Regions from separate parts of the Pan troglodytes genome. Here region 2 is linked to region 1. A link is a contact called in public HiChIP or PLAC-seq data. All regions are on one chromosome and are shown on one strand. The core of a region is the stretch at or near the end of the contact, and the rest is flanking DNA. Distances in the headings are between cores, read along the strand shown.

Evidence for each region. HiChIP or PLAC-seq counts read pairs in DNA pulled down with a chosen protein or histone mark.
Region 2: an H3K4me3 HiChIP or PLAC-seq map of stem cell-derived excitatory neurons shows a contact between it and region 1, with 5 times the contacts expected there. The contact joins the promoter of RIPPLY2 here to the promoter of SNAP91 in region 1. A contact is called at or near these places in 1 of 7 Hi-C or Micro-C datasets (induced pluripotent stem cells) and 1 of 1 datasets of contacts at active chromatin or transcription factors (stem cell-derived excitatory neurons).

What each region holds. Positions count from the first base shown.
Region 1 is chr5:95,730,177-95,734,943 of NHGRI_mPanTro3-v2.0_pri, forward strand. SNAP91 (synaptosome associated protein 91) reads right to left here and starts at 2,246. Exons shown (of 27, transcript XM_054686123.2): 1 at 2,131-2,246; 2 at 603-762. The coding sequence starts at 732. It overlaps LOC107975008 (translation initiation factor IF-2), which reads left to right and starts at 1,722. Exons shown (of 4, transcript XM_063813272.1): 1 at 1,722-1,954; 2 at 2,056-2,524. The coding sequence starts at 1,722.
Region 2 is chr5:95,879,187-95,883,953 of NHGRI_mPanTro3-v2.0_pri, forward strand. RIPPLY2 (ripply transcriptional repressor 2) reads left to right here and starts at 2,570. Exons shown (of 4, transcript XM_003311367.7): 1 at 2,570-2,852; 2 at 3,036-3,114; 3 at 3,434-3,498. The coding sequence starts at 2,758. It also overlaps a transcript of CYB5R4 not described here.

The DNA.
Region 1 (4,767 bases), core at 996-3,495:
ATAGCTATGAAGTCCAATTTCCTCATTCAGTACCTTGAATTTATTTCAGTTTGGTATGGTAACATATCACACACACACACACACACACACACCCATACTCACAAAAACAATCCTCAGGAGCAACACTTAAAAAGATTATACTACCTTAGAACTATCTGAAATGTATTTAGGAAAGAACTAGGGTGACAAGTTTGACCTTCCATAAATTCATCTTTTTTTTTTTTTTGACTGTGCAACCTCTAATTTCCTCTAATTTGGAGAAGGGAGGGTGGGTGGAGAAAGAAAAAAAGGTGAAAAACATCTAATTCAGAGTGTACAATCTCTCTCTTGTGTGTGTGTGTATATATGTGTGTGTGTGTGTGTGTATTTTTCCCCCTCCACCAAGACCTTGGAGGTCAATAAGAGGAAAAAATGGCTCACAAGACAAGGTTTCATGGCTAACCCAAGGGAACACCTTCACAGCTGAAGAATTTCAGCTCAGGGGCAACCTGGCTGGGAGTATAAGAGGCCGCAGCATTATTGACCAAGAGCGCAGGCCGCACCACCAGCATCCCAGGCGCCTCTGCCGTGCGCATGTCCCTCTTATATAAAGAGATGCTTACAGTCCAGGTGCTTTTTCTTGGGGCCCATCACTTCATGAGTAGTGGCTTTGCAGACCGCTCTTGCTACAGCAGAGCCTGTCACGCTGTACTGAGCGGCGGCGATCCGATCCGTGAGCGTTTGGCCCGACATCTTCTCTGGTCGCGTCTACCGCCTCCTCTTCTGCAGGAAACAAGGGGAGACGGTCCGGCTTTAATCCGCAGACCCTACCCTCCAAGAACCCAGGCCTTGCCTCCTCCAGCCGCGCGGCGGCTCTCTCCTCCTCCATCCCCACCCTGGCACCACCTCTCGGAGCCAGCAACGCGCCAAGCCCCGCTCCTGCGATGCGGTCCAGGGAGTCTTGGCCGTGAGTTGGGCCGTCACGGAACCCCAGCGTGGGCTCCAGTCGCAGCATCGTGACACCGTCCCCATTCTCCGCCGGCCCCCACATAGGGCCAGACTCACCCCCTGGGGACCCCCCTGTCAATCAGCACTTTCTCCGCAACCTGACCCGCGGGTGCTGGACTAGCCACAACGTGCGTCGGGGTTATTCCCTGGGCGCCGCAGCCACCGGTGCCCATCTCCCACCTCAGCAGACTTTCCTCCTAGCAGCCCGCAGGCTTCGGGGAATGCATCGGATACCCAAGCCCTGGCTGCCTCCCTCCTCCTCCTCGCGCTGCTGCAGCAAAGGGCTCGTCCTCCCTCAGTCGCGAAGGAGATTATCTTAGCGTTGCGCCATGTTATGCCCTCGCCTCCCCTTCCTTCCTCGCCGCCGGCTCCAAAGCCTCGCCGAGGCCCATCGCCCGGGCCCCTTCCCCCCGGTTCCAAATCCCTGCCGCAGGGGCCGCCCGGGAGCTCTGCGGAGGCGCCGGAGTCTTGGGGCGCCTCACCCTTCCTGGCTTTGGAGCGGAGCCGGGCTGACAGCGAAGCCCAGTCCCCCGCCCGCCCTGGAGCGCTCCGCGGAGCTGTCACTCGGCCTCTGCCCTTCTCCGCACCCTGGGATTATCCTCTGCGGATCCCCGCGCGACCCTGGCGCGGGGAGGGGGCCGAGTACGGCCGCGGGTACTCACCCCGCCCCTGAGCGGCGCCGCCCGCCGCAGGATGAGCGGAGCCCGAGCCGCTGAGGGAAGCCGCGCCGGTGGATGTGTGCGACCGCGCGCAGCCCCGGTGCCCCCGGGCGCAAAGTCTCCAGCCCTGGCCGGGGCCCGCTCCTCAGCTCCGCGGTCCCGGCGCCCACCGCCCCTGGCCCCTGGCCCCAGAAGCCAGTACCCGCCCGCCGCCGCCTCTTCTGCCAGCGCCGCCGCGTCTCTCTAGCGCTCCGAGCTGCGTCCCCATCCCCGCCCCCACCTCAGCTGTGGCTCCTCCGACGAGTCAGGTGACGGCGGCGGACAAACCCGGACGAGCCCTAGGCGGAGCGCCTCGCGGCCCCCTCCCGGCTACTCACACACACCGCCCCCCGGGGCCGGGAGCTTAAAGGCGAGGGGGCGCCTCGCGCAAGCATCCCCGGCAAGCGGGCGGGGAGAAGAAGGAGGCGGGGAGGCCGACACCCACCCAGCCAGCGGCTCTCCGCTGGGCGCCGGGCCGCCCCTCCGCTGCTGGCGCCGCACCCGGCACGCACTGGGCTCGCGCACCACGCACACCTGCCCGCCGACTGCGGGGGGAGCCCTGGGCGGTGGGGGCGTTGGCCAAGACGGGCGAGTGGGCTTCTCGGGTTCTACTCTGTGAAGGCCAAGGCAAGGGCGTCGTCGCGCGCTGCCTGGCGGAGCCCAGCCCCTTCCCCACACTGTCGCTGACACGCCCGCCTGTCAAAGGCTCCGAGGCCCAGATGAGCAGGGCGATTTTAAATGTCAGATCCTGCCGGCCATCCGCGACCGTCACCTGTGCGTCTTCAGCTCCTCAGGCTCCTCCGCTTGTCTCAGTTACAACTGGGAGCCCGGGTGGGCAGGTAATTCTAGCCACTTTAGTCTTAAACGGATACTGAGGTCTGCTGAAGGGAGAATAATTAACACAGCCATTAATCGAGTCCCAGATTACCTTCGACAGTAATCATTTGCGTGCATAAAGAAAACCCTTTGTACCCTTAAGAAGTAATTTCTGCCAATTAAATATAGTGTTGGAACGTCCGTCAATTGTATGTCAAGTGTATATTCGAATAGTAAGCAGGAATTTCTAAACAGGGATGTGGAGTTGGTTAATAGCTTCACGTGTTGACATTTTCAAAGGTTGTTATTTATGTTCACCTTTTTTTTTAATTCTCACAGTAGCATTAAGATCAAAACTATATTTGTGAGCTTTCCTGACATTTTTTCTCCTTGCTTCGGGTGGCTTCTGCTCGGCCTTGAAGCCATATATCGATACCTATCGATCTCAACGTTTTGTTATATATTCCTCTCTTTCACCTGGTACAGTGTTCAGTATGCAGTCATGATTTCCTAACTACTGAGACTGATTCTAGGACTAATTGGAAGCTTAATGACTAAAGAGAGACAGCTTAAGAGCACTATTGTCTCAAGTACTAGTCTTACCATATTTACAAGGGAAATAAAAACGCAATTCTATTAAAAAAAAACTTGTACTCCAGTTTTATAGCAGCTTAATATAATGGCCCCAAACTGGAGGAAAGCCAAATGTTATTCTACTAGTAAATGAATAAACAAAATATGGTATATCCACATAATGGAATACTACTTAGCAATAACAAGAAACAAACTAATACCATTCATGAATCTCAAATTCATTAGACGAAGGGAAAGAAGCTCTATCAAAAATTCTACTTATTATTTTGATTTCATTTATGTAACATTCTGGAAAAGTCAAAACTATAGAAACAGAAAACACATCAGGTGCCGAGTCAGGTGACGGTGGCATTGGGGGAGGGGACTGCAAAGGGGCAGAAGGAAACTTTTTGGAGAGATGGAAATGTTTTATATCGTGACGGTGATGATGATTATACAGCTGCATGTATCTCTCAAAACTCATCATTTTGTACACTTAAAATTGGTGAATTTTGTTGTTTGTTAATTATACCTCAATATAATCTGATAGAGTTGGGAGTGGCAATATTAATATCAAAGTAGGTTTTACAATAAGGAATATTAATAGCAATAAACAGGCACATTTCCTAATGAAAAATTCGTTAAGAGCATGGAACAATTCTACGTGTTTGTATATCTAAGAACAGAGCTTCAAAATAGGACGAAGCAAAACCTAATAGCATTAAAAGGAGAAACAGGCAAATCCACAATTATACTTGAGGATTTCAGCACTTTTCTCTATGTAATAAATAGGACAAGTAGACAGGAAACCTGTAAGGGTGTAGATGACTTGAAATAGCCCTGTAGGCCGGACGCGGTTGGCTCATGCTTGTAATCCCCAGCACTTTGGGAGGCCGAGCCGGGCAGATCATGAGGTTAGGAGATCAAGACCATCCTGGCTAACACGGTGAAACCCCGTCTCTACTAAAAATACAAAAAAAAAAAAAAAAAAAAAATTAGCTGGGCGTGGTGGTGGGTGCCTGTAGCCCCAGCTACTCAGGAGGCTGAGGCAGGAGAATGGCGTGAACCCGGGAGGCGGAGCTTGCAGTGAGCAGACATTGCGCCACTGCACTTCAGCCGGGGTGACAGAGCGAGACTCTGTCTCACAAAAAAAAAAAAAAAAAAAAAGAAATAATCCTGCAGACCAACTTGACCTAATTGACATTTATAAAATAGTCCACCCAACAGTAGTGGAATACTTTCTTAAAGTGTGCATGGAATATTCACCAAGATTGACCATACTGACTGATCCTAAGCCATGAAGCTAGTCTCAATAAATTTAAAAGGATTATAATCATACACATTATGTTCTCTTACCACAGTGGAATTTAACTAAAAATCGGTGACAGATAGATATATGGAAATCTCTAAATATTTGGTAATTAAACAACACATTCCAAATAACCCATAGGTCTAATTTTCTCATAAGAAAATTGGAAATTTATTTGAACTAAATAATAATGAAAATCCAACATATCAAAATTTGTGGGTTGCAGGCAAAGTGGTGATTAGAGGCAAATTTATAGCATTAAAATGCTTAGGAATGAAGAAATATCTAAAAATATTTATTTAAGTTTGAACCTTAAGACACTAGAAAAAGAATAAATTGAATTCAACATGAGCAGAAAGAAGGAAGTAACAAAGAGTACAAATC
Region 2 (4,767 bases), core at 1,320-3,819, 150 kb after region 1:
CTCCACTTTCAAGTCCTCCTACATTTTATGACTCAAGTAGTTCTTCAGGTTCTATTTCCTAAGTATCCTTCAAATCTATCCCTTCATCTCCATTCTTAGCGCACATCTTACTATCTCTTGCCTAGACTATTATAGTGGCCTTTTAAATGGACTCCCTGTCTCTAGCCTTTCCTAAATCCATTTTCCATATGGCTGCCTGAGTGATTTTTATAAAATGCCATTCCACTTTCCTGCTTAAAATCTTTCATCAGTGCTTACAGAATAAAGTGAAAATGACTTAGCATAGCATTTTAGGCTCTTGATAGTCCAAACCCCTTCTATCTCTACAGCATCTCTGCTCCAGAGATATCCAGTCCCTTTTCCTCTCACTCCTGAACAACCCAGACAATACCATTCTTTGATTAATCCTTCCAAAAATATCAACTTAGATTTGATTTACTCTAAGAAGGCTTTCCTGGTTATCCCAGACTTCTTAAGTTCCTCCCACCTATCTGCTTAAAATGCGCTTTTACTATTGAATGTGTCACTTTAATTTTTTTTTTTTGCCTTTGTGTTTATTGTAGTGGTCAGAGTTTGGAATAATTGTAATCTTCTCAAGGATAGGAGGAATACCTTACTGTCCTTATCTGGAAAGCACAGTAGTTAGCACATTACAGCCACCTCAAAAAGATTTTTTTTTATTTTTTATTTTCATTTTAAGTTCTGTGGTACATGTGCAGGATGTGCAGGTTTGTTACATAGGTAAACATGTGCCATGGTGGTTTGCTGCACCTATCAACCCATCACCTAGGTATTAAGCCTAGCGTGCATTAGCTATTTTTCCTAATCCTCTCTCTCCTCCCACCCCACCCACTGACAGGCCCAGTGTCTGTTTTTCCCCTCCCTGTGTCCAGATGTTCTCATTATTCAGCTCCCACTTACAAGTGAGAACATGCAGTGTTTGGTTCTATGTTCCTGAGTTAGTTTGCTGAGGATAACGGCTTCCAGCTCCATCCACGTCCTTGGAAAGGACATGATCTTGTTCCTTTTTATGGCTGCATAGTATTTCGTGTTGTGTATGTACCACATTTTCTTTATCCAGTCTATTACTGATGGGCGTTTGAGTTGAATCCATATCTTTGCTATCGCAAATAGTGCTGCAATGAACATACGCATACAAACATTATGCATGCCATCTTTGTAAAATAACGATTGATATTCCTTTGCATATATACCTAGTAATGGGATTGCTAGGTCAAATGGTACTTCTGGTTCTAGGTCTTTGAGGAATCACCACACCATCTTCCACAATGATTTAACCAGTTTACATTATGGAACTGAAATAATAAGCCATTTTATCAGAAAGGTTAACATCTGTTAAGGCCTTATATTTTTTTTACGTAGCTTAAAATCTGTTGAAGGCTTACTATATGTCAGGCACTGCAAAACGCATTTTATAAGCTTTATTTTATTTAGCCTAACAATAACTGTAGGGGATGCAGACATGTATTAGATATCTATCCTTACTGATTTTCTTATCAGAAGCAACCCAAATCTCACCTTCCTGGCAGGTAGATCATTATAGGCTCTTAGCTACTATTAATAATTAAATTATTTTCCTATGCAGTAGCTGAATGAATAGCAGAAACAACTATAGTTTACAATCAAGATTTTTGTCTAAACTTTTAAGAGAAAGTCCAGTTTTATTATTTAAAACATTTTGAAAAAAACTTATAACATTTATATATTATCTTTCCCTCGATGCATAACACTTTTTACAAAGTTTAGTGGTAGATAAGTGAGGGGTAACTCAAATCAGAGAAACAGGGGTGCAGACGTTTGATTAACTTGTCGCATGTCATAACTTTTCAAGATTTCATTATCATTCCACAACAATGCCCTCAGAAAAGAGTTTTCTAATTACCATTGAGTGACAAAATACCAAGTAGTGACAGAGGTGTATAGACGAACTCAAAAGTTATTGTAGGAGGATACTGATAAAATATTGGGGAAAATCACAAAAGACACGAGAAGATAATTTAGAGCTCTATGCCCAAATCACATGACTCCACTCTCTGGCTCTCTTAGCCAGAACAGCGAATCTTTTACAATTTACCTCTTGTTGCCAATAATTTTCTATTATCTTCAAATAATAATAGGCTGGAGTATGAACCTAGTTTATCAATACTTTTTTTAAAAAACCGACATTCCTCTCTTAAGGAGTCCATCCATTCACCCCATTTTTAAAAAAAATTGTTCCATGAAGAGGAATTAAGTTTATTCCTTTGAATTCTAGTCTGCATCCCAGCTTTTAGAACACGGGATGCAGAACCCGTTGATTTGCCACAGGCCAAGTCCTGAGTCTCCAGCGAATCAAGCAATTAACCAGTCACTTGGCCTTTTTGCAGAAATCCACAAAACGTGTAGACTCGCTTAATTCCATCTCCTCCTGGCCTCTTCACACGGAAATTGGCTGCTCGGGCGAATGTTGTTTTTCTCCGCAGCCATGTGTCGAAGGGCGATTAACATTCGCTCGACAAAACCCTGTCCCGGGCCATTTGGGAGTTGCACGCGTTCACACCCGGGGCTCAGCCCGGTGCGCCTTCACGCGCAGCCTTTTTGTTTATGCGGCTAGCAGGGAGAGGGGCGGAGAGGCAGCGAACCTCTCAATGTGCAGCAGGCCGCGAGGGCTATATAAAGCTCGGGTCTCGGACCTACTGGAACTGGCCAAGATTGCCCGCGAGCTGGTAGCGGCCTTCCGCCCAGCTCTGCGGCGTCATGGAGAACGCAGGAGGCGCAGAGAGTACAGAGAGTGGAGCTGCGGCGTGCACGGCCACCGACGGCCCTACGCGGCGCGCGGGCGCGGACTCCGGGTAGGCTTCTCCGCGCTGCTCTGCGCCTCCCAGCTTCCCCCGTCTCTCCCGCCTGCGCCTCCCCAGCTCCTCCCCTCCAACTCTCCATCCCCCACTGCCCGGTGCCAGCGCTCGGCTTCGGTGGATTCTCCCGGGTCTGGGCTCACGTCTCCTCTGCGCGCCTTGTGTTCCCCCATCCCGCAGATACGCAGGCTTCTGGAGACCCTGGGTGGACGCCGGAGGCAAGAAAGAAGAGGAGACGCCGAACCACGCCGCGGAGGCGGTGAGTGAGCCACGCGTCTCAGGCCGCGCCTCCCATGGGTGCAGAAGATCGACCAGGGCTCTCGGGACGCAGGGCCTGAGAGAGACATGCGAGACACCGGTCCTGCCTCTCGCTTAACATCCCGCCTGCCGGTGGCCATAAAGGTGCCGACGCGGCGGATGTGTCCTCTGGAGCGATGGGCCACAGGCACCCAGCCGGGAGCGAGGCTGCTGAGAGCCCTGGGGTTACATTCCCAGCGGGCACGAGGAACACTGGGTCGTGCACGTTTCCACTTTCTAGAAGGTGGGTGATAACTGGATTCACTTCCTTTCCTCTCCAGATGCCCGATGGCCCTGGAATGACCGCAGCCTCAGGAAAGCTTTACCAATTCAGGCACCCAGTCAGGTGAGTGACAGGCCTCGCCGAAGGTCTCCCGCTCCTCCAGCCCCAGGGAGGAGCCAGGGGCATCGCGCAGCCCAGCTCCGCAGCTGGTCCTGCAGTCTCTCTCTCTCTCTCTCTGAAAATCTGGCTTCAAGGTTACTTATCTTCTCACTCATCAAATTGAAAAAGGTAGGGGCTCACGGTCCCACGTAAAGGGACTATTGAATACATACTCAGTGAACTTGATGAATATATTACGAAGAGGGAAAGGGGATTATATGGTAAGAGAGCGGTGACATCTTGTGCTGGCAAAACAGTTTTTATTTTTAAATCCTAAAGGGTTCGAATGAAATTGACTTCGCATCAGGCAGAGTGTGTGTGCTGCTTTTGTCTTGCAATCTGGAAGGAAGAATGGGATTAACAGTTACAGTCTTACAGCAAATCAAGTTTGCCGAGTAGGAAAAAATAGAAATGTAATGAAAATCCTAAAGATTATTGAGAATGGTTATAGAAAGGGTCAAAAGTTTATTTAACTTGCGGAGCTAGTTTACTGTTCCTAGTCACAGGAAGTCAGCCTTTATCTAAGATTCTGTGTCACTTTTATTCAGGTGAAATGTTAATAATTCTGCAGTTTTCCTGCCTCCGAGAGCTGTTAAATGAAGAGCTGGATGATGTTTGTAAAGTGCCCGTGGTCATAAATAACACATAGAAGTCATTACATCTAATTTCCTACCGTGTACTAGCACTGGTGAAGGACACAGGAAAAAGTAGTCACAGCACATGGCAAGTGTTGTAATGGAATTTAGTTTGGTTAGTTTTACAAGTATGGGCAGGGCACGAAGTGCCTAAATATGTCAGTGGTAGGGGGAAGGGTCAGGGAAGTGTATATTATAAGTTGTGGTTACCTGGCTGAGTCTTGGAAAAGTTAGATGAATGGGAAGTGGGAGCAAAAGAAATAGCATTGGAAAAGAGAAGCAGGATCATGAAACGGCGTGGCTCCTTGCGGGAACTCCAAGGAGTTTCGGTGTGTGAAGTTGTGGTCATTTTAGCAGAGTAATCAGAGGCCAAATCTTGCACACTCTTGTACAGAGTTCTGTCCTGATCCTGTATGTAGTGTTGGGAACCCATGGACTTTATTCCGAAGGTAGTCTTGGGGGTTATATGTTAAATAGGCTTAGTCAGGACATCAAAAGTAAAACTGGAAGTTCTGCAATTTTTCAGGTAAGAAATAATGAGGAACCATTGTAAGACAGTGGAAGTGAGGGTGAGACTGGGTGAATCTAGGAAATACTT